2 separate regions of the Pelodiscus sinensis genome follow, and region 2 is linked to region 1. Evidence: chromatin contacts called from public Hi-C data. All regions are on one chromosome and are shown on one strand. Each heading gives the region's core, a stretch centred on a gene start, on an enhancer-like site or on the middle of the called end of the contact. The rest is flanking DNA. Distances are from core to core; before and after follow the strand shown. Region 1 holds the start of PRRC2C (proline rich coiled-coil 2C). Region 2 holds the start of PIGC (phosphatidylinositol glycan anchor biosynthesis class C).

Region 1 (4,741 bases), core at 2,206-4,705:
TGCAACTATACCTGAAGAATTTTTCTTCTAAAACTGTTTTCTGCTTATTTAAACCATTGAATTGAAAAGAGAATGTATACTACTGCAGCATCAAGAGAGACTTCAAAGCAGGGCTTGTGAACAATGGTGTGCACATATCACATTTTACCTGTCAAACTCAAGGACTTTTGTAAAGTGGAGATTATCACTTTTGTAATTAAGAAAATTAGGCAATGTAGTGATTGGTAAACTCAAAACCACAGCATATCAGTCAGAGCAGAACACAGCTAATAAATCCCACTCTTCATCTCTAGATATTAGACCACGCAGACTCCAATTTTAATTCCAATGAAATCCATTATAAATATACCCTCTTAACAGGTTAGTGTCATCATTTAATATTTATCATTAACTGATCTCATCAGAGAACGTGCTGCACTCCAGGGCACAAGCCATCCTTTTGTCAAAGGCACACTAAGTCCTAAGGCGGGGGCAGGGGACCTTTTTTTGGATCAGAGGCCACTGACCCAGGGAAAAATCAGTCAGGGGCTGCACACAAGTGAGAAGCAAAAAAGAAAAACTAACCCCCCCCACTGACATGGCCCCTGACTGAGGAGAAAGACCCTCCCCACATTCCCTTTCCACACCAGAGCCTAAGGGGGCCCAGGCTAGTAGATTGTGTGCACTCCAGCTCCACAGTAGGACAGTGTAGGAGCTGGAACACCAGCAGAGGCCCCTCAATGCTGGGGGTGGGGGGGAAGAGGGAGCCCCGAGTCCTGGGGGCCACATCCAGTCCCCAGGCCTTAGGTTCCCCTCCCCTGTCCTAAGGGCTGAAAATGTTCAAATTTCTTAAAAACAACACTGAATGACAAATGTACCATAATGCCCATACATTAAGCTTGATAAACGACACATTTTACTGTGAATTTTGTAATAGAAGAAGAAAGACTGAACAGGCAAACTTCTAACAGCACACACATTAAAGGTGACCTGCCAGGGCAATAATATTATTTTTGTGCTTCTCTACCATGTATCAAGTAGACTGGAAGTTTTATTTTAAAAAAAATCCATGAGAAGTTCACATCTTGCCTAACCAGAAACTCTATAGAAGACTGAAGAAAAAGTGAAATTATGTCACACTAGACAAGAGACTGAATACTAAACTGCTGAGAGGAGAATGGACTTTTTGGTTTAACTGGTCAAAACTTTGTAATCAACATCTGTCATCATCTATTTGACGCAATTGCTGAAACAACACTTGGGGAGGAAGAACAGCCTTTGAATTAAGGGGTGAAACTCCCATTACACATTTGAGAACAAAAGATTGTTAGATAATTATCGGACAGATCTTCAAACACACAAACAATACAAAAAACACAAAGAAAACCCATCTTACCACCCAAAAGTTCCCATTTGGCCTTTTGCATACATTCTGCTCTTTCTTCAGAAATCTAGATTTCCCTTTGTATGTTACTTTTAAAAACTCAAGTCTGGACTCCTCTGGGACAGGCTGGGTGGAGGCAATGGAATAATGAGAAACACTCACAGGAATAGTATGAATAGAGGACAGCGCTTCTGACTACAGACAGAGATGCTTCCTCTTGATTAGTCAGCAAAGAGCTGCTGTGCTTCCTTGGAAACCTGTTGAGCTGTGTCTACAATTAATCTTTGCCTCCAAAATTTCCAACCATTGCTTCCTGCAGTGGTGGCTCCCCAAATGCTTAATGTAGACAAGCATCGGGTCTAGACAACACCATATTAAAATGCCAGCATCCTCCTTAAATCACAGCCACGCTAGCTAGCACTCCTACTGATGTTAACAGCGGCATAAAGAAGATTTTAGTGAGCTTGGTTCTGAAACTCAATGTAATAATCCTGCAATGTCTGCTCACGTTTTTCTTATCTCAAGAGTTACAAGTAAATAACAAGGCAATACACAAAATCACAGCCTATGACTTTTACTTAAAACACCCTTAATTAAGCAGGGGGGGAAGGGGAAGGAAGGGAAAGCATGTATCTGTGGCCCCTGCTCCTCCTGGAGGCAGCATCCATAAGCCCTGCTGCTGCTCCCAACCCTGCTGCTCCTAGGATGCTGTCCAACTGCCAGGTAGCCCTGAAGTCAGCTGGACTGGCCACTACAAAAACCAGAGATCCCAGAATCTGTCACTTCCATGAAAGACTTGCAGCTTTAATGACAAGCACAGAAACGTTAGTTTCTCGTAACCTAGACATTATTGGACACAGGACTTTTGGAAACAATAGGAGAGTATCCTGCAATACGAACATAAAATTGAAATAAAAAATACATCTACAAGCTAACATCAACTGCATAGCCCATGCCTTTCCACATCTGCTAGCAAAAGATGAGAAGCTTGAAATATTTTAGGGTGAGAAGAGAGAGATCGTGAAATTGACCTGCATTGAGCAGGAAAGACCATCTGATGCCCCCGGCAGCCAAGAGCCCCGTTTCACCAGGCAACACTCCTGCTCCAAGCGCCTCCCGCCCCCGTGGCTATTCACGCCGCTGGGGGCGAGGGGGAGATGCTGCGGCAGCGCCCGCACGGAGCAGGAACCAATCGATCCCTCTGGACAGGGAGGCACCGAGCGAGGAGGAAAATCCAGGCGCAACCCAAGCCGGCCTCGAGACGGGGAAGGAAAAAAAGGGCCCCGCTGCGCGGCACCCGGGGAGCAGCGCTATGGGGCTGGGGAAGGTTCCCTTCTGCCCCCCCAACTGCCCCCGGCGCGGCGCTGTGGGGCTGGGGGGAGGATCCCTTCTGCCCCCCCAACTGCCCCCGGCGCGGCGCTGTGGGGCTGGGGGGAGGATCCCTTCTGCCCCCCCAACTGCCCCCGGCGCGGCGCTGTGGGGCTGGGGGGAGGATCCCTTCTGCCCCCCCAACTGCCCCCGGCGCGGCGCTGTGGGAGGATCCCTTCTGCCCCCCCCCAAACTGCCCCCGGCGCGGCGCTGTGGGGCTGGGGGAGGATCCCTTCTGCCCCCCCCCAAACTGCCCCCGGCGCGGCGCTGTGGGGCTGGGGGAGGATCCCTTCTGCCCCCCCAACTGCCCCCGGCGCGGCGCTGTGGGGCAGGAGGCCGCCCCCGGGAGCGCGCTCAGCCCCACAGGCGGCGGGCAGGGCCGGCTCCCTCCCCCCGCCGAGCGGAAGCGGGGCCCTGGCCGAGCCGCCCCCCGCCCCGGGCCATGCGGCGCAGGCCGCGCGAGCGCCGCTCCCACCGGCTCCGGGCCCCGGCCCCGCCCGGCGCGGGGGGAAGGGGCGGCGGGGCCGGGCCGCGTCGCACCCCCCGGGCGGGGCCGCGCGTCCCCCAGCCCCGCACCGCGGCGCCTCACCTGGGCTGCGGGGCCGGCGCTGCGGCCTGGGCCCGGCTGCGAGACTCGGGGAGGCCGCTGCTGCCGCCGCGCGAACCGCCTCCACACAGGGGCCAAGATGGCGGGCGGCCAAGCCGGCGCCAACGGCGTCTGACGTCACCGCGCAGCGCCCACGCAGCGCCGGCCGCGTGAGGCCGGGCGGGTTCCTTCCCCTCCGCCGAGGCGAGCGCGCCACCTGCAGGAGCCTGCGGGAACTGCCTGCCAGGGAGGCGGAGGGAGCAGGATCAGCTGTGCCTCTGCTTTGGGGCCCTGGCCTTGCTGGCTCCTCTGGCCCCTGCCGGGGGGTAATAAATCTGCCCCGGGGGGGGGGGGGGGGTGTTGGATTGGGCTAGCACCCCTTGGCAGGGTAAGGCCAGCCTGCCACCAGCCAGGATCTGGAAATCAGGAGAGTGCCTTAACCATCGTGGCTGCCTCTAGCCTGGCATGATTTCGCGCAAATACTTTTAACGGAAAAGTTTTCCCCTTCAAAGTATTTGCGCAAGAGAGCGTTTACACTGGCACGGATGCTTTTGTGCATAAGGCATCTTTTGCGCAAAAGCATCCGTGCCAGCACAGACGCTCTCTTGCGCAAGATATTAACTTGCCTGTCTACACTGGCCCTCTTGCGCAAGAGGGCTAAGCCTGAGTGGGACCATCAAAGTATTTGAGCAAGAAGCACTGATTTGGTACACTACAAAATCTTGCGCAAATTCTTGCGGCCAGTATAGACAGGCTTTTGCGCGAAATCTTGCCAGTCTCGACGCACCCTGTGAGAATTTAAACCATCAGTGGGCCCTCCCCTCCCTTCCGTGTTGTGAGTGTGTCAGATGCACTTCAGGACATTGCCAAGCTTTTCTCTGCAAGGACGAGAGCTGGCAACGAAGCCCTCTGCCATTGAAAACCAACGGCTTACCCGTGCCAGTGGACTCAGGTTCATGAGGCTAGGGCTAAGGGGCTCTTTAACTGCAGTGCAGACATTCAGGCTCGGGCTAAAGCCTGAGTTCTAGGATCCGAGAGGCAGAGTTGTTGACTCGAGTCCCACGACTTGAACTCGAGTCCGACTTCAGTCACCTAGGGGCCTTGAGACTCAACTTGGGTTCATTATTTGTGACTTGAGACTCGACTTGAGACTTTCTCATTTTATTAAATCGACTTGGTGAAAAAATTGTCCGAAAATGCCAATATCGATGGCTTGTACAAAAGTGACTTGACATTTTTTAAATTAAGACTTGAGATTCGACTTGGGACTTGACTCAAAAGTGACTTTCGGGACTGGAGACTCGACTTGAGACTTGAACTGTAGTGACTTGAGACTCGATTTGGACTTGACAATGACGACTTGAAGACAATACTGCCGAGAGGTGGTAAGTAGGTGGAAAAGTCCAAGTGGTAGGGCAGAAACA
Region 2 (4,824 bases), core at 367-2,866, 320 kb before region 1:
CGCGTGGCCTCCCGGGCAAGCAAGGTCCTGCCAGCCGGCGAGGGCCCATGCTCCGGAAGCAGCAGAACGTCGGGGACTCTGGCAAGGGGTGAGGGCCTCCCAGCCCGGCACACCCACTCCTGCAGGGGGAAGAGCTGAGTCAGCCCCGGTGTGATTCAGGGAAGTCTCAGCCACGCCTGAGCTTGGCCTGCCAGGCAGGGGCCAATTAAGGGTGAGCCCCACCATGATCTCATCCATCCGCAGGTGTAGGAGGCGCCTGTCCCATCACTCGCAAGGGCGGGGGGTGAAAAGCAGGTGAGCGTGCGGGAAGGGCAGCAGGGAAAGAGACCTACATGGAGACAGTCATAAGCACCTGGGCTTTAGAAATGGGAGAACCCTACAGGCCACATTCACGCCTGAGTCCGTCCGTTACTCCAGGGGGGGACTCCCTCCTGGCGGTGTGGGGCTGCCCCTTACGCTAGGGATGAGCTAGAGCTTTGTACAACCAACCCACGCCCCCGCTTGGAGGGCCTGCTTTCCCCGGCGGCCCAGGGAGACAGCCGAGATTGCGCTTTTACCCGCTGGGTCCTGCGAGAGGCACAGCTCTGCCTGCAGGGAGACGTCGCCAGAGAGCTGGTTCGGCTTGGGGGCGCTCCCGGGGGGCAGGATGTGAATCCCAGGGCGTTGTAGCTTTCCCTTACACACAGGTTTCTGCTCTTCACCAAGGACGACTCCCTTCTGGAAATGACAGAAACGAGAGTGAGGCTTGGTAGCCTAGCCGGGGTCCCTGACCTTTTGGCGGCCAGAATTGCAGCGGGCGCTCCTCCGGGCCCACGTTTCCCTGCCAGCTCGTGGCAAAGAAGACGGCCTTAAGACGCCACAGGAAAGAGCAGGCCCTTCCCCCCCGACTCTCCCTGGGATTACACCCTGTCCGTCCAACCGCCTCCCCACTGCCTGGCACACGCAGGACCCATCGCTCCCTAGGCCCTCCCGTGGCAAACGTGGTGACTAACTTTAAGAGCAAGCTCACACACCGCAAACCCAGCGGAGAACGCTACCTTCTCGGGGGCTTGCCTGGGCTATGCGCGAAGCTGCTCTCCTTGGTGAGCTGCCAGGTGGAGGCAGGGTCTGGGATGCGGTCGATAGTTATAACAGGCACCTAGGAAGAAAGGAGAGCGGCTCGTCCCCAGTCACTGCGGCGCCGGCGACCCAAACCGCCGGCCCCTCCGGCACTGCGCCCCGGCGCCCGCTGTCTGTACGCCACTCGCAGCCGCGGCCACTGACGCCTCGCAAGCCCCCCCGCGGGGCCTACGAATGGCTCGGGCGCACGGGGGCTGGCCAGCGAGCAGGCTGCTTGGGGTACGGCAGGTTCTGCCCCCGGCTTGCATCAGGCAGCACTGGGCTGCCCGGCGGTTCTCCCAGGCCTGCCGAATCGGGGAACGCAGCTCCCCCAGCCCAGGGCTGCTGAGATGGAAGGGACCGGGCTGGGGGGGGCTGGGCTCCAAGGGGCTGGGGGGGTCTGGGGGGCCTCGCGGGAACCAACTGCCCAGCGGCCCAGGGGCTCTGCCAGCTGCTGGGGGCACGTGGGCCCAGGCCCCGCCCTCGCCCCGCCCACTCCCCAAGCCCCGCCCCGGCTCTGACGTGCCCGACCCCGCCCCCGGCCCGAACAGCGCTCGGCGGCCGCCGCCAGGGGGAGCCCGGAGCCGCCGGCGCGGGGGCCGCGAGACGCTGCAGCCGCCCGGCCGGGCCCAGGTACCGGGGGGAGGGGGGGCTGGAACCCAGATCTCCCCCCCCCCCCGGCCTGCCCCCCCCCCCCGAACCGGCCGCGATCCGTGCACCCCCCCCCCGGGCTCCGGCCAGAGCCCCCGCCTCGCCCGCGGGTCACGGGGCGGAGAAGGAAATGGGGGGGCGGGGCTCGAGCCCCCCCGGGGTCCCATCGGCCCGGTGCAGGCGCAGCAGGACCCGCCGCCCCGGGGGGGGGGGGCTCGGCTCCTCGGGCCCCGCCGCCCCCTCGCCCCGGGGGGGGGGGGGCTCGGCTCCTCGGGCCCCGCCGCCCCCTCGCCCCGGGGGGGGGGGGGGGGGCTCGGCTCCTCGGGCCCCGCCGCCCCCTCGCCCCGGGGGGGGGGGGGGCTCGGCTCCTCGGGCCCCGCCGCCCCCTCGCCCCGGGGGGGGGGGGGCTCGGCTCCTCGGGCCCCGCCGCCCCCTCGCCCCGGGGGGGGGGGGGGGGCTCGGCTCCTCGGGCCCCGCCGCCCCCTCGCCCCCGGGGGGGGGGGGGGGCTCGGCTCCTCGGGCCCCGCCGCCCCCTCGCCCCCGGGGGGGGGGGGGCTCGGCTCCTCGGGCCCCGCCGCCCCCTCGCCCCGGGGGGGGGGGGGCTCGGCTCCTCGGGCCCCGCTGCCCCCTCGCCCCGGGGGGGGGGGCTCGGCTCCTCGGGCCCCGCTGCCCCCTCGCCCCGGGGGGGGGGGGCTCGGCTCCTCGGGCCCCGCTGCCCCCTCTCCCCGGGGGGGGGGGGCTCGGCTCCTTGGGCCCCGCTGCCCCCTCTCCCCGGGTGGGGGCTCGGCTCCCTGCCCCGCTGCCCCCTCTCCCCGGGCAGTGCGGCAGAGTCCCCGAGCCCGGCCCCGGCGCTCTGCCCGCGCTGAGGGGGCTGCGCTGTGCTTGCTTTCTAGGAGCCGGCGGGGCTGTGCCCGAGCGAAGCGGCGCCCTGGTGCCCCCCTCGGCGCAGGGGACCCCCGGCAGCCTGCGGCTTCGCGCTCCTGGAGGACAAGCTGTGCCCGTTCCGGCTCCGCGGCCGGCAGCATGGTCTGTGCGCAGGTGGAAGCCAGCCCGGGGCGGTGCTGGCAGAAGGTGCTGTACGAGAGGCAGCCCTTCCCCGATAACTACGTGGACCACCGCTTCCTGGAGGAGCTGCGGAAGAACATCCACGCCCGCCGCTACCAGTACGGGGCGGTGGTGTTTGAGACGGGGGGAGTGATCCAGCAGCTGTGCAGCGTCTGCGTCTTCGTCGTCATCTGGTGGTACATGGACGACGGGCTGCTGCCCCCACAGTGGCTGTTCGGGGCGGGGCTGGCCTCTTCCCTCGTTGGCTACGTCCTGTTTGATGTCATAGACTTGGGGGCAGGCAGGCGGGCGAGTGGACGGACCCGCTGGGCGGACCTGAGGAGCACCCTGGTGTTCATAGCTTTCACCTACGGCTTCTCCCCGCTGCTGAAGACCCTGACGGAGTCGGTCAGCACGGACACCATTTACGCCATGTCGGTCTTCATGCTCCTGGGGCACCTCATCTTCTTCGACTACGGGGCCAACGCCGCTATCGTCTCCAGCACGCTGTCCCTCAACATGGCCATCTTCGCCTCCGTGTGCCTGGCCTCCCGGCTGCCCCGTGCCCTGCACACCTTCGCCACGGTCACCTTCGCCATCCAGATCTTCGCCCTGTGGCCCATGCTGCAGAAGAAACTCAAAGCGCGGACGCCCTGCTGCTACGTAGGGGTGACCCTGCTCTTCGCCCTGGCCGCGCTGGCCGGGCTGCTGACCCTTTCTGGCGTCGCTGCCCTTCTCTTCTCCCTGCTGCTGGTCTCCATTTCCTTCCTGTGCCCTTACTGCCTCCTTCGGCTGCAGCTGCACAAAGACAACATCCACGGGCCGTGGGACGAAGCCGAAATCAAGGATGACCTCTCCAAGTTCCTCATGTAGATGCGTCCAGGCCTCCCAGCGGGCAAGCAGGCCACCACCATCGCTGTTACCGGTGTAAAAGGCTTTGCCATGCGGCCAACACGCCACGGACGGAATCACAGAGACGGTTCCAGGGGTGTAACTAAACCTCTGCTCCCAGGCTGACACCAAGGGCTTGGTTCTTACTAGGAGCTTTGGTCCCTCAGGTACGTGTGTGTCGCTCGGTGCCAGGCGTGGAGGTCACCATTCAGTCAGATGTCACCATTTTATCCACCGCCTCCTCTATTCAGGACTCCATGGCTGTTGATACCAGCTGTAGGCCACAAGCATCTTCTCCCCATTGGTGCTGCTGCTGGGGGAGCTGAAATACTGGTAGTAACCGTAGGGAGTGGTGTAGCCAACGTTCGCTGGTGGCGCCGAGGCCCACCGGAGTTGCTGGGTATGTGGAAAGCAGCCTTGGAAATCTCCTTGGCCAGCTGGACGTCCTGGAGATTAAAAACACCCAATCCCTCACCCCGCCTGCCTTTGTCTGTCTGTCTTCTGTGGAGCGGGTGGGGGTGGCTCATGGAGCGAGGGGTCTGGGGCAGAGCTGTTGTTTCCTAGTGCTCCCAGGTGCTAGCGCAGAAGTGGGTGTGTTGGGAGGGAATGCAGGATACCCGATGGCGCACTGTGTGCGCTCCCATTCCAGTGCTGCGTGGGATTTCTGTGTGTCACTGTATCAACCAGTGAGACACTCAAGTAGAGCGCCCTGGCTCTGCCTCCCTGCAGCCTCAAAGCCGGGGGGTCCAAGGTCTGTCCAGAAACACCCCCAGGTTTCTATGGCGACAGCATCGTCCCATCTCAGGCTGATGTGGTGCTGAAAATTTCCCTCCACAGGCAGAGGAAGGGGGTCGTTTGCCGAAGGAACACGGGATAACGGCCGTGCACTCCCCTTTGAGTCAGTCCATCAGCGGCTGACTCAGCTCCTTCCCACAAGAGCAAGGCCTCTCCCATAGCGCCTCCATGCTGCCTCCGCTCTGCAGGCCTGTCTGTTCCCAACACGCGCCAGCAGGGACCGCTCGCGCCCCGGGTCAGACCCAGGGCTGGGGTCTGGGCCCGCGCGAACGGGCTTCCGTGGCTCCATGCAGGGACGGGTTTAGTTTCACTGGTGGTGGTGAGCGCAACCCCTGGCACCGCAGC

Evidence for each region. A called contact is a pair of places that touch in the nucleus more often than the background predicts.
Region 2: a contact with region 1 is called in a Hi-C map of an unstated tissue, with 8 times the contacts expected there. The contact joins the promoter of PIGC here to the promoter of PRRC2C in region 1. A contact is called at or near these places in 2 of 5 Hi-C or Micro-C datasets (blood and an unstated tissue).

Annotation. Positions count from the first base shown.
Region 1 is chr9:63,983,671-63,988,411 of ASM4963464v1, reverse strand. PRRC2C (proline rich coiled-coil 2C) reads right to left here and starts at 3,455. Exons shown (of 34, transcript XM_075937025.1): 1 at 3,321-3,455.
Region 2 is chr9:64,305,017-64,309,840 of ASM4963464v1, reverse strand. PIGC (phosphatidylinositol glycan anchor biosynthesis class C) reads left to right here and starts at 1,616. Exons shown (of 2, transcript XM_075937058.1): 1 at 1,616-1,731; 2 at 2,643-4,158. The coding sequence starts at 2,773. The coding sequence ends at 3,666. It overlaps DNM3 (dynamin 3), which reads right to left. Exons shown (of 24, transcript XM_075937057.1): 21 at 558-714.